Regions from separate parts of the Mus musculus genome. Here region 1 is linked to region 2. A link is a contact called in public Hi-C data. All regions are on one chromosome and are shown on one strand. Each heading gives the region's core, a stretch centred on a gene start, on an enhancer-like site or on the middle of the called end of the contact. The rest is flanking DNA. Distances are from core to core; before and after follow the strand shown. Region 1 has its middle 150 kb from the start of Gm36372. Region 2 has its middle 11 kb from the start of Gm40287.

Evidence for each region. Hi-C and Micro-C count contacts between places; a contact is called where the count stands out from the background.
Region 1: a contact with region 2 is called in a Hi-C map of centrocytes, with 2.1 times the contacts expected there. The contact joins two enhancer-like sites. A contact is called at or near these places in 1 of 15 datasets of contacts at CTCF or cohesin (large pre-B cells), 4 of 484 Hi-C or Micro-C datasets (bone marrow-derived macrophages, centrocytes, myocytes and 1 more) and 2 of 115 datasets of contacts at active chromatin or transcription factors (fibro-adipogenic progenitors and large pre-B cells).

The regions. Positions count from the first base shown.
Region 1 is chr12:16,382,771-16,388,001 of GRCm38.p6, forward strand. No RefSeq gene overlaps it. Among named protein-coding and RNA genes, the nearest start is that of Gm36372, 150 kb to the left of the region's middle. Within about 2 kb of position 1,866, at least 44 of the 459 cell types and tissues checked have an H3K27ac peak or open chromatin away from gene starts, as enhancers often do. A contact at or near this core is called in centrocytes, where this site is marked.
Region 2 is chr12:15,592,564-15,598,212 of GRCm38.p6, forward strand. No RefSeq gene overlaps it. Among named protein-coding and RNA genes, the nearest start is that of Gm40287, 11 kb to the right of the region's middle. Within about 2 kb of position 2,313, at least 8 of the 459 cell types and tissues checked have an H3K27ac peak or open chromatin away from gene starts, as enhancers often do. A contact at or near this core is called in centrocytes, where this site is marked.

The DNA of each region.
Region 1 (5,231 bases), core at 616-3,115, 790 kb after region 2:
TGGATGGGGCATCATGGCCTTAAACCAGAACCATCTGTGCAAAATGACTGGGAGGCACACAAAGTGCCGGAACCACAAAATTCCAGCTTTGCTTTTGGCTTTCTGGCAAGAAAAGACTGAAAAGTCGGCTCTCGTTTCTCCAAATATTTCTCGCCACAGAGTCTGTGCAGACTGCCTCCAACTCTCCATCGGCAAACCTGGGCAGTTTGGGGACTTTGTTTTGCTTTGTTTTGTTTTTAGTTCGGTTGTTTGGTTGGTTGGTTGGTTGGGTTTTTTTTTTGTTTGTTTGTTTGTTTGTTTTTTGTTTTTGTGGCCTGCTCTCAAATGGTTTTGGAGGCATTGGCAGAACGCACATTAAGGCCATAGTATTGGCTGAGAGTCAGATGATTTCTTTTTCAAAAAGGAGAAACTTCATAAGCCTTACCTTGTGCACACACAGGTGTATAGAAGAAAAAAAAAATGTGGTTTTTCTTCTTGCATTCAGGACTCACTCGCCTCGGCCCAAATTTGAAAAACAGGTTGGGTTTTAGGGGTGTTGCTTTTTTAAATGTTGTTTCTGGTTATTTGGTTTGGTTTGGTTTAGTTTGGGATTTTTCCCCTCACTAAAGTTGTCTGCTAAATACTTGAGGTAAAATCCAGAGACCTGAAGTCTTTGGCCTACTGTCTGTGCCATCTGCACACCTGCATGGTGACACTCAAGAGTCCTGTATGACAACTGATGGGGACCACAGTTCGCTTGGCTCACTGGAGTGGTACCAAGAGAGTTACAAAACAGCGAGAGCTTCCGAACCCGTCACTCTCCTCTACACCACAGAAAGGCTTAAAGATCCAAAGCAAACCGGAGCTTGCTCAAGTTTCAGAGATGTCAAGTCATGTGGTCTAAGGCGAACAAATGTTTCTGGCTATAAATACTCAACAGAGTGTTCCAGCTCACTCAGCCAAAACCTAAACGCTGTGAGGTTTCACCCAAACGAATGGTTCCTTAAATAAACACAACGTCAGGGCAAAAGTGAGCAGCAAAACTTGCAATCAAGGACTGACACGAGAGGCGCCGTCTCGTGGAAGAGAGAGGCTGCACCTGGACGGCTGGTAACAAAAGTTAACCGAGGGCCCTTAGCAGGGCAGGCAGTGGCCAAGCAAGCCCTAGTCCCTCAGTGTGTTAACCCTCCCTCAGGTCCGCCAGGATGAGGACACTACCATCCAACACCATTGATGCGGGAAAGCCAAGCCCCCAGATAAATAAGAAAACCTAGCACATCATGGACGTCAAGGGTGTCTGGTGGCAAAGCCACTGGCCCTCTGTGCCAGGACCCACTGTGCCCAGCAAGGTCAAGAATGCTGGTCTTACCCTGGATTCTTCATCACTGGGAGGCATCCATGTCTTGGGAACCACTGAGTTTAGGGCTGCAGAGACAAAATGCCACAAACCAAGTAATTTAACACAACAGACACATTCTCTTACCATGCCCAGAACCATAGAAAATACACACTCTCTCTCTCACACACACACACTCCATACACATACACACTCATAAGCACACCACACTCCCACAGACACACAGTCACATGCACACCACGCTCAAACACACACACACATACATTCACATGCACATCCCACACACATACTCTACACACTCCAAACACACCACACACTCTCTCTACACACACACACTACACAATCACATATACACCACACACTCACATGCACACTCACACACACACACACACACACAAGAATTTTTAAATTTATAACTGGTAAATAAAACTCAAAGCAAGGAAGCTGTAAAAAGTACACGGGGGAAAGAAAACCCATCTGGGCAAGAGGTATTTGCATATTCTGTTAGATATACTTCCTGCCAGGTGTGTGCAGCACATGGCCAGTTGCAAATTTGATTATTGGAGAAATTTTGAAAAGTTAGATGCCTGCTGAACCCCCAGGGTTCTTTTCCCCTGCCTTCCACTGCTCCCTGATGCAATATTACATGGCTGTGTTTTATCCTCCAATTTCTGTCATCTTCCTAGAAATGCATGGTTTGCCTAAGTGTGGAGCATGAAGGCCTAACTCCCTCAGCTTGCAAGAATACTAAACTAAGTAGGAATTGTTTTGGTGTGTGTGTGTGTGTGTGTGTGTGTGTGTGTGTGTGTGTGTGTGTGTGTGTTGATGATGATGATGATCAATTTTGATTAGCACATACAGTACTGGCTTTCACTGTGACATTTCCAAGAGTCATTTGTTTTTGTTGATTTTACTTCTCCTCCTTAGCCCCACCCTACACACACACACCTGTCCACCCCAGTAGAATCTTATCTGCTTTTAGGCCATATGAGTTTTACTGCCCTCTTCCTGTTCTTTGCCACCCTTTATTTCCAGTGTGTGGTCTCCATTGTAGTTTTATTGCCTCTACATAATTATACCTGCATACACACACACACACACACACACACACACACACCTATATACACACATACATGTGTGTGTGTGTGTGTGTGTGTGTGTGTGTGTGTGTATCTGTGTATCTGAGTATCTTTGTATATGTGTATGTGTGGACCCACATACAATAGAGAAATGTGATATTTGCTTTTCTGAGTTAATAAAATATATATTAATATATTTAATATAATAATTTCACAGGTCACCCATTTTTCTGAAAATGTCTTAACTTTATTTTTCTGGATAAAACTGCACTGTACATGAATAGCACATTTTCATTACCCTAAATAGGAATTCTACAATATTACAATGTAGTCTACAAAGCTTCGACCGGTACTCTAGGAAGTAGCACAACTGACAGAGGGGATGGCCAGAAGGTCCTATCAGTGGCCCCCAGTTCTGTATTTGTCCATATAAGAGCGTTCTTCATTTGCATGTCACCATGGCTGTCAGATGGGGACCTTTGCTCTAGAGCAGTGGTTCTCAACCTTCGTAATGCTGAGGCCCTTTAATACAGTTCTTCAGGTTGTGGTGATCCCCAAACATAAAATTATTTTTGTTGCTACTTCATAACTGTGGTTTTGCAACTGTTATGAATTGTAATGTAAATATCTGATATGCAGGTTATCTGATGTGGGACCACCTCACCAAAGGGGTTGTAACCCACAGGTTGAGAATCACAGCTCCAGACACTGATCTGCCTTGGCCTTGCCTGTGAATACTGTAGCTGTTTAACATAAAATGAGAAACTCCAGGTCAAAGCTACAGAGTGGAGAGGGCTGAATAGAACAGAAAATCAGAGGGAACATCAACAACAACAACAAATTTTGTTTGAAGGTTCCACACTGAGTACATGGGCAGATGACTTGGTGGGTGAAGTGTTCACTGTCCAGATATGAGAATCACAGTTTGAATCCCCAATACCCACATAATGTTGGGTTGAACATATGGCCTACCTGTTAATTCAATGCTGGGAAGAAGACGCCAGAGCACCTGGGGGTAAGCTCTCTGTGGCTAGTTTGACTAGCAAAATAGCAAGCTCCAGGTCTAACAAGAGAGCCTTGCCTCAGTGAGCAAAATGAGGCAAGACTGAAGAAAGAAGCACGCTGTGTTAACTTCTGATGTCCACACATGTGTGTGCTCCTGCCACAATCAAACTTAATACTTGCCACATTAACTGGGATGACTGGTATACAAAATATATACTTAATTATGTACAAAAGTACATGTGCATAAAAGCTCTGTAATAAGTGTGGAGAATCTGATAACAAGCAGTGTGACAGTGCCTCAAAAATTAACACAGGGTGGAGAAATGGTTCAATGTTTAAGAGCACTGTCTGGTCTTCCGGAAGACCAAGGTTTGATTCCCAGTACTCACATGGCAGCTCACAATTGTCTGTAACTCCAGTTCCAGGGGTTCCAATGCCCTCTTCTGGCCTTTGTGGGCACTGCATGCACATGATGCACAAACATGTAGGTAAAGCACAAATACAAATAAAGTAAATACATTTTTAAATGTAATACAGGACTAGCATGTGATCCAGAACATTAGCATCTGGACAGCCTGAGTAGCAAAAGCAGAGCACCAGCTGAGTGGGTTCACAGCAGCACACATTACTCACATTTTACTCACATTAGCCAGCTTCCCCAGTACTGCGTGAATGGACGGGCAAAATGTGGTTGAGACATCCAGTGACATATTAGTCAGTCTTGAAAAGGGAGAAAATCCAATCACAAGCTACAACTCAGATGATGCATAAGACATCCTATGTGAAGCAGGTAAACACCAAAGACCAGAAGAGCCAGGTTCCCCATCCAAGAAGGAAGGACACTGGTGAGCAGACCTGAGAGTATGGGTGAGGCACTAAGTTCAGAAGATGGGGTGGTAATGGCTGCACCAGTGTCCTCAGTGCCACTAACAACACACTCTGACTTGACCTCAGTGGTAAGCCTTTGGTGATACACATGGCACCAAACAGCGAGCAGGTGGATGTGAGCACATGGCAGCCTTCTCCGGCAGGCTCTTGGCCCCAGCACCGCAGCACACCATCCATCACCTCCTAGACAGCAGAAGCCTGAGAGCACACTCCACAGCTGCACCTGGGAAGGATTCTGAGCATGCTTAAAAGGTACATGCTTTTTATGCAAACAGGTATTTACAAATCTATGTGCATTTTATAGAGACAAATTGGAGGAGGGAGAGAGAACCGAGAGAATGTATCTTAGTCCATGCATAGCCTTCTTCACATGTGATTTGCATTGGGCCACAGTTTTGAAAATAACTAAGTCATGCAAAACCTCATTCCGTGGTGCTCACTGCCACAAAATGAAACCCCCTATCATTCATTCCTTCTCAGTCCCTCATTCCAAGTGGCTCACAACTAGCAGTTGCTTAGCATATCCTTTAAATAACAGCAGGACATGCTTAAACCAATATAGTGAGCTATTTGTGTGTACCTATATTTTCAATGTTTCACATACATATTTACCTTTACACTTTATTTTACATGTTTAAATTTCATATTTACAAAATGTCTGCATCTCAGTGCATGTTCTGGGTAGGTTTCAGGCTTTGATATATTCTCTTTGATATATTCCTTTTGATATATTCCCTTTGATATATTCCCTTTGGAGATATTCTGGGGCTTTTCTACATTGCTAGATATGCAAGCTGTCTGGTGATTGCTGGGTGTTCTGGATTAGACATTTAGGCATTGCCAAGCTTGTTTTCTAGCCTTTGCTTTTTTTTTACAGGGGAAGGCAGTCTAGCTTGAGTTCCTAGCAATGGAATTGATGGGTC
Region 2 (5,649 bases), core at 1,063-3,562:
TTAGACTGAAATATGACAAAGTAAAGCTGCATAAAGCTTTTTGTAAGTAGAATGGACCACAAGACTGTCTATATGTATATGACTCAATATCTGACTTTATATGACTCAGAAGACTTTCATTTACTTCTAAGAAATTCAAGAGCAACATTGGTACAGCTGGAGTCTCACAAGATCCCTTGTCTTTAGGGACACTGCCATGCATGTATAGCTCTGAAATGCAAAAGTATACAATTGCATAACTGATCACAGTTGCAGGATTTATGCAGGACAATTGTAGTTTGTGTCTCCCACCCTTCCCTCTGGGAATCCTCACTGTTGATAAGCTAATAAACAGATTACCAAACTGTTTAGTATGGGATGGCAGCTAGATGGAGAAGGCTGGTTCCCATATCCCAGGCTTTGGAAGTTGTCACATTTAGCAATTATGGAGCAGATCTACTTAGCTCAACTATTTAACTTACACCGTAAACTTACAGCTAAATCTTAAACTTCAGCCACTGTGGATGGTGTCAAGGAAAAAGGAAATAAATCTACACAAAGGTTTCATTAACTCTTAGAATCTACCTGTGCTCCATAGTTGTGCATAATTTGTGCAGTTCCGTGTGACCCATGTGGCCAGACTTTCTCTGATGCAAAGGAGGAATCTGTGTTAGTGCGGTTCTGACATGTGAACCCTAACACTTCCTGTCATCACTATGTGCTTGGGCTCACTGATTCCTGGAGGCTAATTACTAGCCACATATGTAAGAGTGGAGTGTGAAGAGACTATAGGCAATGAATTTCATCAGAGGAGAATAGATTGCCTAGATATATCATATTAAGTCACTCTAATAATGTATAACTGAGGAAATCAAATAGTAATTCCAAGTCCACAGAATGGACAATAAACTAGAGGACTGAAAATAAGTGAGGGGTTAGCATGCTAAAAGCAAATAAGATTGCAGTGGATGAGGTGGGAGGAAAGAGGAAAGATCGGGGAAAAAAGTTGGCAAGATTTCACAAATAATGTTGTTTCCATTACAAAGAGAAAGGTCGTCCTGGTTCTAAAGAATAAGGCCAGGACCACCAATAACCTGACTGCTTCTGCTTGATCGCCTAATCATCAAATCTCTCCCTCTCCATCTCCCTATCTCCGTGTGTGTGTGTGTGTGTGTGTGTGTGTGTGTGTGTAAGGGGAAACAGGAAACAACACATGACTAGAGATCAAGGCCAAGAGTCATTGAAGCAGAGAATTTGTGGGGTAAGAGGACAGACATGAAGACATAGCAATGATTGCTTATGGTTTCTCAGGATTGTCAGATGCCTTGGACTGGATAACTCTCTGGTGTAGAAAGTTGGCTTGTCAGCAGGATCACAATCAGCAGTTCCTCTGGCCTCGAAACACCAACAATTTTCTCACCTATAGTGATAGTCTCCAACCCCTTTGCAAACATCCTGTGGTTACAGAAACAAAATCACAGTTGACCAAATAGAAATTAGAAGCTATTAGCAGAATTCATCTTACCAGAGATATTGGTATTATACATAATTACAATTAAAGAAAATAGCTGAGCCTCTTCAGATAATTTGTTCCATAAAATGTTTATGTGTCTCCCAAAATTCAGTTAAAGAATTCCTCCAAGTTAGCTAATAGTTAAAGATTTTTTTTACTTGACTGTGCCTTTTTGACCATTGATATAAAATTTGAATGGCTGGAGAGAATTATGCAATTGCCTTGGTAAGTGTTACCTTAGCCCAGCTTGTGTTAACTCTAGAAGGTACTCATTACAAGCTAATATTTTGTCAGAGAATACTAGGAGAGCCATTTGTTGAATGTGTGATGCAGTCAGTTACATCTTAGGTTCCAGCATTCAGCAGGTGTGTACCGAATACCTATTATGTAAAGTTGTACTTCCTGCTAAGAAAACAACAATTCAAAAGAAAATGTGTGATTCCTTCCCTTGTAAAGGTCAAATTCTGAGCTGGGGTGGGGGGTGCAAGTTCAGGGACAGGAGACAGACTTGTGCAAGACACAGGGCACTTGCAAAGTTTCCTCCAAGATGGTTCTTGATTTGCTGGTACTGAAAGAAGCTGTGACAGAGATATACACCAGAGATCATTGAAGAAATGTTGTTACAAATTCCTCGAATGCTCCACAGCATCCATTCTGAGCCCCTTGTCAGAGAGGACAGGAGATGTTTGTGCATAGGCACTTATAGGAACATTGCTTTGAAGATAGAGGGTTCTGCTCTAACAAACAACTGAACAGATTCTAAAAGCCTCTCTTATTCAAGGATGGGGGAAGCTGCTTTGTAGAGCGACTATAAATAGTTCTGATGCCCATGTCTGCCCTTACATGCCCTAGAATTCCCTCCAACTTTGCATATCTATTCATTCACCTACTCGTGAGTGGAAAAACATTTGCATGTTTTCAAGCTATCAGCAAATATGAAAGATTATGACTTCTGACCTTTTGTACTCAGTTTTTTAGATTAAAAAATAGTTTCTAATTTCAGACATGTTATATTTTCCCTTTCTGCTTGTTGCCTGTGACTTTTCACTGGAGACATTGATGAGTAACAAAAGGAGAACTTGACTATGGGAGGACAATATTTTTCTTTCTATTAAATTTTGCAACTTGACTGCTTTTCTGTTCTCCCTCTCCCTCTCCCTCTCCCTCTCCCTCTCCCTCTCCCTCTCCCTCTCCCTCTCCCTCTCCCTCTCCCTCTCCCTCTCCCTCTCCCTCTCCAAGTTCTCAAATCCCAGACTAATGTAAAATTTAATATATTCTCTCTATCCCTTCAGGTTCACAAAGCCCACACGTGTGAAATTTGCCATGTAGTCCAGGCTAGCCTGGAACTCCTGATTTTCCTGCCTCAATCTCTTCAGTACTGGGATTAAAGACTTTTGCTATCAAAATTGGCTCTGTTGCTTACTTCTCTGTTTGCATACATTTTTTAAAAGATTTGTTTTTATTTTTAATTATATGTATATATGTATATTTATCTGTGAATTGGTAAGTGTCCATGTATGACTTTGCCCATGGAGGGTAGATGAATGTCTCAGATCTCCTGGAGCTGTTGATGCAGGTGGTTGTAAGCAGTCAGATATGGCTGCTAGGAACCAAACTCAGGCCCCCTGGAAGGCCACTATGCATTCTTCTTTTAATTTCACATTTTATTTACTTACATTTCAAATGTTATTCCCTTTCCTGGTTTCCTCTCTGCAAACCCCTATCCCATCCCCTCTTAGCCTGCTTCTGTGAGGATGCTCCCCTCCTCCCACCCACTTCTGCCTCACCACCCTAGCATTCCTCTGCACTGCGGCATCAAGCCTTCACAGGACCAAGGGCATCCCCTCCCACTGATGACAGATAAGATCTCTTCAACTCCTTCAGTCTTTCCCCTAACTCCTCCATTGGGGTCCTTGTTCTCAGTCCAATGGTTGGCTGCGAGCATCCTCATCAGTATTGGTCAGGATCTGGCAAAGCCTCTCAGGAGACAGCTGTATCAGATTGTACTGGCTAGTTTTGTGTCACCTTGACACAGCTGGAGTCATCACAGAGAAAGGAGCTTCAGTTGAGGAAATGCCTCCATGAGATCCAACTGTAAGGCATGTTCTCAATTAGTGATCAAGGGGGAAAGGCCCCTTGTGGGTGGGACCATTTCTGGGCTGGTAGTCTTAAGAGAGAGGGTTCTATAAGAGAGCAGGCTGAGCAAGCCAGGTGAGGCAAGCCAATAAAGAACATCCCTCCATGGCCTCTGCATCAGCTCCTGCTTCCTGACCTGCTTGAGTTCCAGTCCTTACTTCTTTGGTGATGAAGAGCAGCATGGAAGCGTAAGCCGAATAAATCCTTTCCTCCCCAACTTGCTTCTTGGTCATGATGTTTGTGCAGGAATAGAAACCCTGACTAAGACACAGACCCTAGTCAGTAAGCACTTCTTAGCATCTGCAATAGTGTCTGGGTTTAGTATCTATGTGTGATAGATTCCCAGGTGGGGCAGTCTCTGGATGGCCTTTCCTTCAGTCTCTGCTCCATTCTTTGTCCCTTTATTTCCTTTAGACAGGAACAATTCTGGGCTAAAATTTTGAAGATGGGTGGGTGGCCCCATCCCTCCACCAGGGGTACCTGCCTAACCTCTGGATGTGGTCTTGACAGGTTCTCCCTCCCTTTTGTGGGGTATTTCAGCTAATGTCATCCCCGTGGGGTCCTGGGAGGATCTTGCTTTCCCGGCATCTGGGACTTTTTGGTTGCTATCCCCAGTTCACTATGCCCCATTGCTACACACCTCTGTTCAATTTCCTAACCCTCTGTACATCTTCTCCATCTCCTCCTACACCTGATTCTGCCCCTCTTCCCCCCTTCTCTTCTTCCCAAGTCCCTCCCACCCTCTACTCTCCTTGATTATTTTGTTCCCCATACTACATAGGACTGAAGTATCCATACTTTGGTCTTCCTTTCTCTTGAGCTTCATGTGGTCTGTGAGCTGTATTGTAGGCATTCCATACTCTGCCTAATATTCACTTATCAGTGAGTACATACCATGTGTGTTATTCTGTGACTGAATTACCTGACTCAGGATAATATTTTCCAGATCCATCCATTTGCCTGTGAATTTCATGAAGACATTGTTTTTAATAGCTGAGTAGTACTCCATTGTGTAAGTGTACCACATTTTCTGTATCCATTCCTCTGTTGAGGGACATCTGGGTTGTTTTCAGCTTCTGGCTATTATAAATATGGCTGCTCTGAACATAGTGTATCCTTATTAGGAACATGTATCCTTATTACCTGTTGGAGCATCTTCTGGGTATATGCCCAAGAGTGGTATAGCTGTATCCTCAGGTAGTACTATGTCCAATTTTCTGAGGAACTGTCAGACTTATTTCTAGACACTATGCATTCTTATATTTTTGGTTGTGAGCCTAGCCTTTAGGGCTGATCTCTCTCTCCAGTCCCTGTTTTGTGTTCCTTACATCAATTAGCCCACCTAGAAAAAGACTGCCTTTGCAACAATGTATATATAATTGGACAATGGTAGAAATGTTTGACTTGTATAAATTGATAAAGACAGGGACAATGTATCTGACAGGGGAAGTTACTATATTATCAGGACCCATTCTGTCATTTCCATTTTTGTGATTTTTGTTGTGTATCGTTATCCTATATGTGAAAGCAGGGAATGACGCATGTAAAATAAATTAACTCACTTAATCTTAGCACTTTGTCTTTTTTCCTTGTTCATTTTCTTTTTTCCCTACCCCTGTCCACCCTCCAACTGTTCCACATCCCACACTTCCTCCCCACCCCCTTGTCTCCACATGGATGCCACCAACCCCCACCCCACTTGATCTCTAAACTCCCTGGGGCCTCTAGTCTCTTGAGGGTTAGGTGCATCATCTCTGAATGAACACAGACCCTGAAGTCCTCTACTGTATATATGTTGGGAGCAGCTGGTGTATACTGCCTGTTTGCTGGTCCAGTGTTGGAGAGATCTCGGGGGTCTAGGTTGATTGAGACTGCTGGTCCTCGTACAGGGTCGCCCTTCTCCTCAGCTTCTTTCAGTCTTCCTTAATTCAACATCAGGGGTCAGCTTTTTCTGTCCATTGGTTGGGTGCAAATATCTGCATCTGACTTTTTCAGCTGCTTGTTGGGTCTTTTAGGGGCAG